Linked DNA regions of Anser cygnoides: all the other regions are linked to region 2. A link is a contact called in public Hi-C data. All regions are on one chromosome and are shown on one strand. The core of a region is the stretch at or near the end of the contact, and the rest is flanking DNA. Distances in the headings are between cores, read along the strand shown. Region 1 overlaps VAV2 (vav guanine nucleotide exchange factor 2). Region 2 has its middle 34 kb from the start of RXRA. Region 3 overlaps VAV2 (vav guanine nucleotide exchange factor 2).

Region 1 (2,700 bases), core at 185-2,684, 200 kb after region 2:
TGTGTTTTAGCTGTGCATTTGGGGCTGGCTCACATGCTCGGGGTCTCACAGAGCGCTGCAGGACTCGGGGCTGGGTTCGCCGAGGTGCTAAGCACGGGGGAGAGGCACATGCAAAAAGGCAGTGATGGGAAAAACTGCTGGGGGCACTTTGGTTTGCAAATATCCTGCCTTGGCTGTGAGCCCTGGTGTGCGCGTGGAGCTGGGTGGGAGGTGCTGGGGTGGGTGCTGGGCCCCGGGTGTGCAGCGATGCTCCTCGGCAGGTGGGTGGGCAAAGGTGTACGGTGACCGCTGCCACCAGCACCACAAACTGGAGCTGTCTGGGGCACGTCCTGCTGGCGCCTCACAGCAATCTCACGGCTGCTTTGGTTCGGCAGCCTTGTCCCCACTGCAACTCTTCACGTTGCCGGTTTTGCTGTTGGATGCTGTTACCCAGCTCAGAACTAACTTAGCCAGCTTGTATCCAAATTTGGGGTCTGCTTCCCATCCACACTGAGGCGAGGGATTTGGTCTGAGGATTTGTAATTATTTTATTTTAATATTTATATTTTATTTTATTCTATTTGCCCTTCCTGAGTTTAGGTGTCAAATCATTCCATGCGATTTCAGGCTCTGAAACCACCTTCCCCCCAAGAAGCCTGTGCACGGAGGTAGCAACATCAAGGTTTCTGCCCAGGCTTATCATCACTGTGATGAGCTCCTGACTTGCTGCAAAGCAAATCCTCTTGTTCTGGGAATGCACGACGACCTCGCCAGGGTCTGCACAAGCCACGAGCCTGGCTCCAGCCCCTGCAGCTTGCTCCTAACTGCAGGGTTAGGGAGTTCCTCGTATGCAAAGCGTATTCCAGCCCAGCTGCCTCGGGTTGTTTTTGCAAATAACGAGAGTTTATTTTAGTTTTCTAGATGTGCAGAGATACCGCTAGAAATAAGCAACGCTGGAGGAAATAGAAGAGCAGTAAGCACATTAATTTATTTATTTTTGTTTTGTTTTAGTTTATTTTTAAATCCATCATTCCTAAAAGAAAGCACTGGCAGTGAGAAAGATGAAAGTTAGTGGTTTTCTTACGGTGTGGGGATTTTTGCTGGTTTTGTTTGTTTGCAAAAATCCCGTTTCTTTGCTCAGCCAGGATCCTTGCAAAGTGACCGGTGAATTTGAGGAACCTGGGCTGAGACTTGCTTTTGTTTCTGGAAGCGCAGAACTCGGTGCCTTTCGAAAATGAGGCTCTCCGTGAGGCCTCTGATGCTCGGGCTCCGAAACCGCGTCCCTGGCCCTCCCGCTGCCTTCCTGCTCGGGCTGATCCACGGCAACGCGGTCGTACCACGGGGCACGGGGCTGGTAAATGATCAGCTGGCTTGTTTGGTTTAGCTCGTGGCAGAAAACGGAGGAGAGCTGGAATGTCAGGAATGCAGAGAGCGTCCCTCACCCTGCCCGGGGAAACCACCAGGAATTTCCCAGCCCCGTGCAGGTCAGCTGCTGGAAGCAGCCTGTGGCTGCGGGTACCTCTGCCTGCACTTTGTACCTCCAGAGCTCCGTCCCTGGCATCTTGTTGTCAGTTTAGACGTAGTTTTTATGGTGACTTGCGCGCACTGAGTGCAGCTTTTCTTGAGGAAGTTCCGCCGAGAACTGGATGAAGAAGTAATAATAATAATAACCTGCATGAGACCTTATTTAAGCCCACAGCCGGCCTCCTCCCAGAAGACAAACTCGCCCATACAAGTGTGTTTTTCCCAAGCAGAGTGTAGAAATGACTCTGCAAAACCTCCCCGCTGCCGGCATCGGGCACGGGGCTTTCCCCTGGGCTGCGGGATGGGGCACGGCACTGGGCTGTGCCGCGGGCTTGGTCGCTGGAGCCCTCTCCAGCACGGTCCAAGGGAGCTGTAAATTTGGAAATTGCTGCTCACGGCTCCTGGTGTGCTCCTGTAGCACTTTCAGGATGCTGCAGCCTCAAAACTGGCTTCGTAGGTTTGGGCAGTGGGGATACCCAAAGGCCTGAACGTGTGAAGTAATTGGCATAAATCATCGGGGAGCTGATAAGGAGTCTGGGGGCGTGCTGTCTGCCTCGGGAAACAAAGCTTCTGCGTTCCCAGTCTGCCTTAAAGGAAAGGGGAGGTATAAATAACCGGCGAACTGTAATTCCACTCGGTGTCATGTCTGCATTAGCTGCATTAGTATGTCCTAGAACCGCAGGAGCAACTAAGCCTCAGATGAGATCAGGGACCCCTTGTGCCAACCGCCGCTTGGCTGCGTAACGAAGCGGTTCCTGCCCTGCCTAATAGAAAATGATAGCCGGGAGTGGCGGGACGTATTACTGCGCTTCTCAGCACATAAGAACCTGCTTTATGGGGAAAATGACACAGTTTAGCAAACACTTAAGGATTTACTTACTTTTAAGAATGCTGTTTAATCCTGTTGAAATTGAAAGGATTACTTGTTCTTAAATGCACGCTTCGTGCTTCCCTGGCTGGGGCTGGCGCAGGAGCTGGGGTTGTGCGGGGCTTTCTTCGCCCCCAGCTCCTCCTTAGCAAAAAAATAAATAAATTCCTCCTTGGAAAAACCCTGCCTGGTGCCGGACAGTCACTGCTCGCTCTTGTTTCTGGAGGTGTAGGGCTTCTTTGTACCTGATCCTTCTTAAAAAGTGGGTCGCTTCGCTGCGTACCCGAGCGTGGATTTGGAGCCTGATCACAGGCAGGCTCATCCGGATC
Region 2 (2,774 bases), core at 164-2,663:
CCTTTTGCGGGAAATTCCTGGGGTGAAATCAGGGCAGACAATCACAAAATATCCTGCCCGCGCTGGGGCAGGGCAGGCACTGCCTGCGTGGCTGGGTGAGGCGCTGAAAACCAAGGGGTGGCTCTCCAGCATCATCCCCAAAAGTCCCCCCCCGGATTTATGGGCACCTCTGGCAGCTTCTCCACTGCTTCTGTGAAGCCTGGACTGGGCCAGCCTGGAGATTATGGGCTGGATTTATGGTCCTGCTTTGCTGTTAGTCTCTCCATGGGCTTGGCTATTGCTTGTGATCAAGGACGGTCCCGGTGACGATATCCTTGACCTGTGATCAGTCGGAGCCACGGAAGTTTCCAGCAACTTAAGCCACTTAATATTTAACTTCTGTGGTAGCTTCTGGAGAACGATACGATATAATTTTGGCTTTGCAAAGACAACTTGGCTCAAAGGAGCTGACTGCAAATCATTAGCAGGACTGTTCTCACCCCGGCTCCTCGCCTTTTAATTGCCAAGCAGGGCGGCATGAAACGTTCGTAGCGAAAAGCTGCAGCCACACGAAATCTGCCTCGTTTGAGGTTGTGTTCCAGCAGGGCGGCGTGTGATGGGAACCAGGCTGATATTAACAGGGCCACATCCAGCGTCTGCAGGGGTGCGAGGCCTGGAGCTGGGCTCGGGAGTAGTCCAGGGTCTGGAGACGGATGCCGAGCAGCGATGACTTTTAACGAACGGCCTCAGCTCAGCAGAAAGCACCCGAGCAGGAGGGATGGGGTATTTTTGGCACAGCCCCACTGCCATACCTACTGCTCTGTGTGTGCCTCTCCTGCCTGGCCTTGTGGCTGCAGGCTGAGCACGCCAAAATGGGTTCCTCTAGATGGGGAGCGCGGGGAAGGCTGCTGATTTCTGCTTGGAAAATCACGGTTGAAACTCACCCACCTCCTTCCCCTTCCCTTCCACCTCCCTCCCACTTGAAGAAAACGTTGGTGGCTTTGGGGATGCACACAGCTGGAGCAGACACGACCTCCCTTAGCTCCCTCGGTGGATGAAGCCGCCCTGCAGCGAGCTGCCTTGTCCCACCGCGGGTCCCAGCGAGCAGGGCAGGACTTTGGCCCCGCGGCACCCGGCCAGCCACGGGTCAGCCAAGCGCCCGCCGCCCTCTTCCCTGGCAGGGCCGGGTGGCGAAGGGCGAGCAGCAAGGCTGGCGGCAGCGCTGCTCCCTGCGCCGAACCCTCCCAGGCTAATAACCGCATTAATTAGCGCACACGGCCCCTTCTGCCCACTGTAAATCTCCATTAGCCATAAACTGGAAGGGCCATAAAAGGGAGTTTACGACGAACCCACAAGGCGATACGCGGTTGAATCCTTCGCTCCGTTGCAGTTGGCAATAAAGCCTCCTTTTATTGTAGCATATACCCTGCCCTCGAGATAACGTACAAGGCCCAGGGCTCCTCGAAGGAATGAAGCAGGGCCATTTGTTGCACTTTGATTTGCTGCGGAGCCGGGCGGAGGTGGGAGAGCGCAGGGATCCGGCTAACAGGCTCCGCTTGGTCCCGGCACGGCCCTGAATCACCGCCGCGTGCAGCACTGCGGGGAGAGAGCCCCTGTGATTTTACATCATAAACGTTGCTCTGCCCTGCGGGGGAGAAAACTCTAGTAAACAGTAAAAAAAAAATTATAAAAAAAAAAAGTTCTCCATTGATTAAGAAACACAGCGAAATCTGTCCTATGAGAAGTCAGTTCTCAGGCAGCAATATGTTGGGGTGGTGTGATGTGCAGGGGTTAATGTTTAAGCTTCTGTTTTTGTTTAGAGTAGTCAGCAGCAGATAATGCTGTATATCCTCAAAATAGGCACGGATCCATTGAGAGGCACGAGGTCCAGGCCATGAAGAGATTTGTAGGCTTCAAAGTCCCAGGCAGGCCAGTACAAAACAAAAAATAATAATAATAAAGAAAAACAAAAGAAAAAAAAAAGAAAAAGAAAAAAAAATTACCAAAACGAAAGTAGAAAAGCAAGGAAAGACGGATATTTGCAACCTGTGGGGTACCAAGGGACCCAGCCAGCCCAGCCCAGAAGTCCCAGTAAAGCTGTCCTGTTCCCTGCTTGCCCCCTGGCAAAGTTTATTTTGCTGGGGGGCAAATATCACCCTAAGCTGCTCAGGCTCAGAGGGCAGAACAATTTTGACCCACCTACGCCCATTCCTGATCCCTGGCTTCCTTCTGGGCGATGCATTGAAGCCCTAAAATCAGAACCTGAAGTCCTTGGGCGTACAGAACCCTGCGGGAGGCAACAACACGCTCATTAATTCAAGCTCAGTCTAAGGCTGCTGTAGACACGGGTATGAAATCATCAGTTTTATTTAGTTCAGCAGTTAGGTATGATTGTTCTGAACTGCGATTCAACCCTGTTCTCTTATATATCTGGCAGTGTTAAAAGTAACAAGTCTATCACCTCTGGAGCCATTTCTCTGTCGTTCGCATCCTTGCTGGAGCCGCAGTGTTTTGCTGGAGGGCTTCATCTCTTCTAGACAGCCACCTGTCAATTATCTGTCTCCTCAATAAATAAAATAAGCAGCCAGTGACTTTTTTTTGTACATAAAAAGTGGCTGTCCCTCCGTGTTTGCAGTAAAGCTGGTGGCACCGCGTTAGGAGGAGGCAAAGCGATGGGCTCCAACGCTGCGGTTCGGACTTTGCATCAAGCTGAAATTCAGCTGCGTGGCATCCCCTCACACCGCTCCCTTTATGCTGGCCGGCACTGCCGGGAGGAGATTTACATTTTCCCTGTA
Region 3 (2,700 bases), core at 31-2,530, 160 kb after region 2:
CTGGTAAAAGCAGTTGGTCTCCTACTGCACCCTAAAGTGAAACACCTGGGTGTCACCAGCCCAGGAAGCTGGGTGCTGAGCTGTGCCCTCTGCTGTCCCCTCCTGTCCCTGGCTGGGCCGGAGGAGAGGCTGCTTAAAAAGCAGAGCTTTTAGCTGCGAGGTGGCCGGCTATCTCTGCTTTCTCCTTCTCCTTTCTCCTTTTCCTCCCTCTCCTACTTGCAAATCAGCACTGTTTATAGATGCACAGCTCCGCCGTGGAACTGAAAGAGCCAGAAATGTTCATTCTGGGAAGCTTTGCTTTTCTTTTTTTTTCCTCCCCTCTTGGCTGCTTTCCCCAGTATTTTTCCAAGGGGTCACATTAAGGGGTATTATGTTTCAGATCAAACAAGCACGGACAGGATCTTTCCTAACTCCCATAGTCTGCATGGGAGAACGGTGCTGTTGGGCCTCAAACTGCAACCGAAGTGTTGTAATGTGCAGGGAGCCGGAGGTATCGATCAGGACGTGGGTAAACACGTATTCTTAATGTGTATGAAATTGATTTTCTTGCACTTCCGTGATCTGGCTGAGCTCTTCTTGTAGTCATATTAGACAAGATCGGGGGGTGGGGAACCTGAGAGCAGTAAAACATTCACTGGTCTGTGCCTCTAAAAAGGGGAAGGGGTGCAGTCCGTCTCTCTTCTGTGACCCTACAGCTTTTGTCTGTTGGTTGAAAAATGCCTGGCTGCTTTTGGACCCCACAAGATGTTGTTTTTTTTTTTTTTTATTACATTATCAGGCGTTTGTGACTTAATGATTTGGTCATGGTCACCACGACTGAAAGGTGTCAACAGGCAGAGTCAGTCCTTCGGTGCCTCAGCGCTCCGTTAGTGCATCTGGCATCACTTGAGCTCAACCGTTCAGCATGCTTGTGCTTTGGGAAAGGAAGGAAACACATCCCGTGTAATGTCATTTAAAGCAATCTCGGAATAAAAGGAGGTTTTTATTCTGTAACGAGCCAGGGATCTTCTGTTTCTTCATTAAAATCTTCCCCAGATTTCCTAGCCTGTCGAAGTTACAGCGTCTGATAATGAAACTGTCTCAAGGCCAAATGCTTCGGTTATGAAGAATAATTAACATTTCTTGAAACAGATTAACGTGTGGGTGTAACCATGTTTTAGCAGAATGTGCAAAAAGCGAAACTCTCAGCCTGAAAGCACTGCCATGACCGAACTTCTCAAACCCCAGTGCTCAGGGTAATTCTGCTCAGCATCTACCCTGTGAAGCAGATTAAAGGAAAAGGGGAGAAAAAAGCCTCTGCAGCAAACCGATTCCTCCTGGGGCAAAGAAGAGCGGGTACAAGTTAGCGTATCAAAGCATCGTGCCCCAAAACAGGCACCCTGATGCTGGGATGGAGCCGGGGAGCCTGGTGCCCATTCCCCAGCCCATCCTGGGAGAAGGGGACAGGGCTGGGGCGCACGGGGGGACCCGATTTGGCCCGGTCAGCCTCCTCCTGCATTGACACTTTGCATTCGGGCAGTCACGTATCGAAGCGAAATGTTAATGTTTCACGGCAAATAAACATTGCTCAAAGTGGGGGCAGAAAAATGGTGTGTTGAAACCTCGGCTCCTCAGCAGAGCGTGGTTTCGGTGAGGTTTGCTATTAACACCCAGGTCTCCTGCCATCTCCTGATTTAAGGGGCTTTACGGTGCTGAGGCCGTGACTTGGGGGTGCTGCTGCTGGCAGGAGCAGCTCCGTGCACGAGGGCTGCCCTCGTGCCACAGCTCGCTGGTGATGAGGTTTCTCCTTTCCATCCCCGCCTTGTTCAAGAGAATTTAAAAAAAAAAAAAAAAAAAGGCATCTCAGACTGTTTTGTTCCACTCTTTCAAAATGGGCTGCTTGTTTGTTCTTGGAGCGCTTCCAGACTTTTTTTTTTTCCCTTTTCCTTCAGAAATGAGTTATTTCTTCAAAACCGCCCTGTACTTTCAGGATTCCTCCGGGTGATTCCCCTGCCCGCTCCAGCTGGGTGTGCAGGGCTGGGGGGGCTGGAGAGCTTGGTATGATGGTTGTTCCAGACTCGCATGGGCTGCACGGGGTGCATCGGGGCAGTGACACGGGATCAGGTGGCTTGGATCTGCAGTGCTGGCGGGGAACAGTTTCCTTTGGATGGGTTTTAAATAGCTTCCCTGAGCATCGCAGGTGAAGCCAGGATCACGGAGACGTGTGAAAGCCACCTGCATGGGCTGTGTGATGTTCCTAACTATCGTTTCCCTGCTGGGAAAGCTGGTGCGTTCTTCCTGGGGACAAGTGCCTCTGCGTTTCCCAGCCCTTCCCGACTTTGCCAGGTTTTGAGCTAGGCAAGGAAGAGGCAGGGAGGCACGGTGCCTGCCACCAGTGTCGATGTGCAGTTTTTTGCTGTACCTGCAGCCGGACGGCAGCGCTTGCCAGCCCTCGATGCTTTGCAGATTGAGTTAATGAGCCTCAGATGGTGATGCCGCAGCTCACTCATTTATACTCTCAGTCTTAATGGCGTGTGTGTAAGTGAGGCGTTCTCCTCTTCAACATCGTTTTCTTCCTACTAATTACATATTAAAGCATAATCGCGGTAGCAAGAAAGCAGCCTTAATGCACCCTGGGTAAAGCTAACGATGTGGGCACACTCTATTTAGGGGCGTTTGTCAAAGTTCCCTATCCCAAGCCTGTTGTTAGTAACTTCAGGA

The links. Hi-C and Micro-C count contacts between places; a contact is called where the count stands out from the background.
Region 1: a Hi-C map of liver shows a contact between it and region 2, with 2.0 times the contacts expected there. The contact joins two enhancer-like sites. A contact is called at or near these places in 2 of 7 Hi-C or Micro-C datasets (both in liver).
Region 3: a contact with region 2 is called in a Hi-C map of liver, with 1.9 times the contacts expected there. The contact joins two enhancer-like sites. A contact is called at or near these places in 2 of 7 Hi-C or Micro-C datasets (both in liver).

What each region holds. Positions count from the first base shown.
Region 1 is chr20:4,243,082-4,245,781 of Taihu_goose_T2T_genome, forward strand. All of the region lies in intron 2 of VAV2 (vav guanine nucleotide exchange factor 2), which reads left to right. Among named protein-coding and RNA genes, the nearest start is that of SARDH, 54 kb to the right of the region's middle. Within about 2 kb of position 1,435, at least 3 of the 3 cell types and tissues checked have open chromatin away from gene starts, as enhancers often do. A contact at or near this core is called in liver, where this site is marked.
Region 2 is chr20:4,043,653-4,046,426 of Taihu_goose_T2T_genome, forward strand. No RefSeq gene overlaps it. Among named protein-coding and RNA genes, the nearest start is that of RXRA, 34 kb to the left of the region's middle. Within about 2 kb of position 1,414, at least 2 of the 3 cell types and tissues checked have open chromatin away from gene starts, as enhancers often do. A contact at or near this core is called in liver, where this site is marked.
Region 3 is chr20:4,204,756-4,207,455 of Taihu_goose_T2T_genome, forward strand. The region is part of intron 2 of VAV2 (vav guanine nucleotide exchange factor 2); the gene reads left to right. Among named protein-coding and RNA genes, the nearest start is that of VAV2, 38 kb to the left of the region's middle. Within about 2 kb of position 1,281, at least 1 of the 3 cell types and tissues checked has open chromatin away from gene starts, as enhancers often do. A contact at or near this core is called in liver, where this site is marked.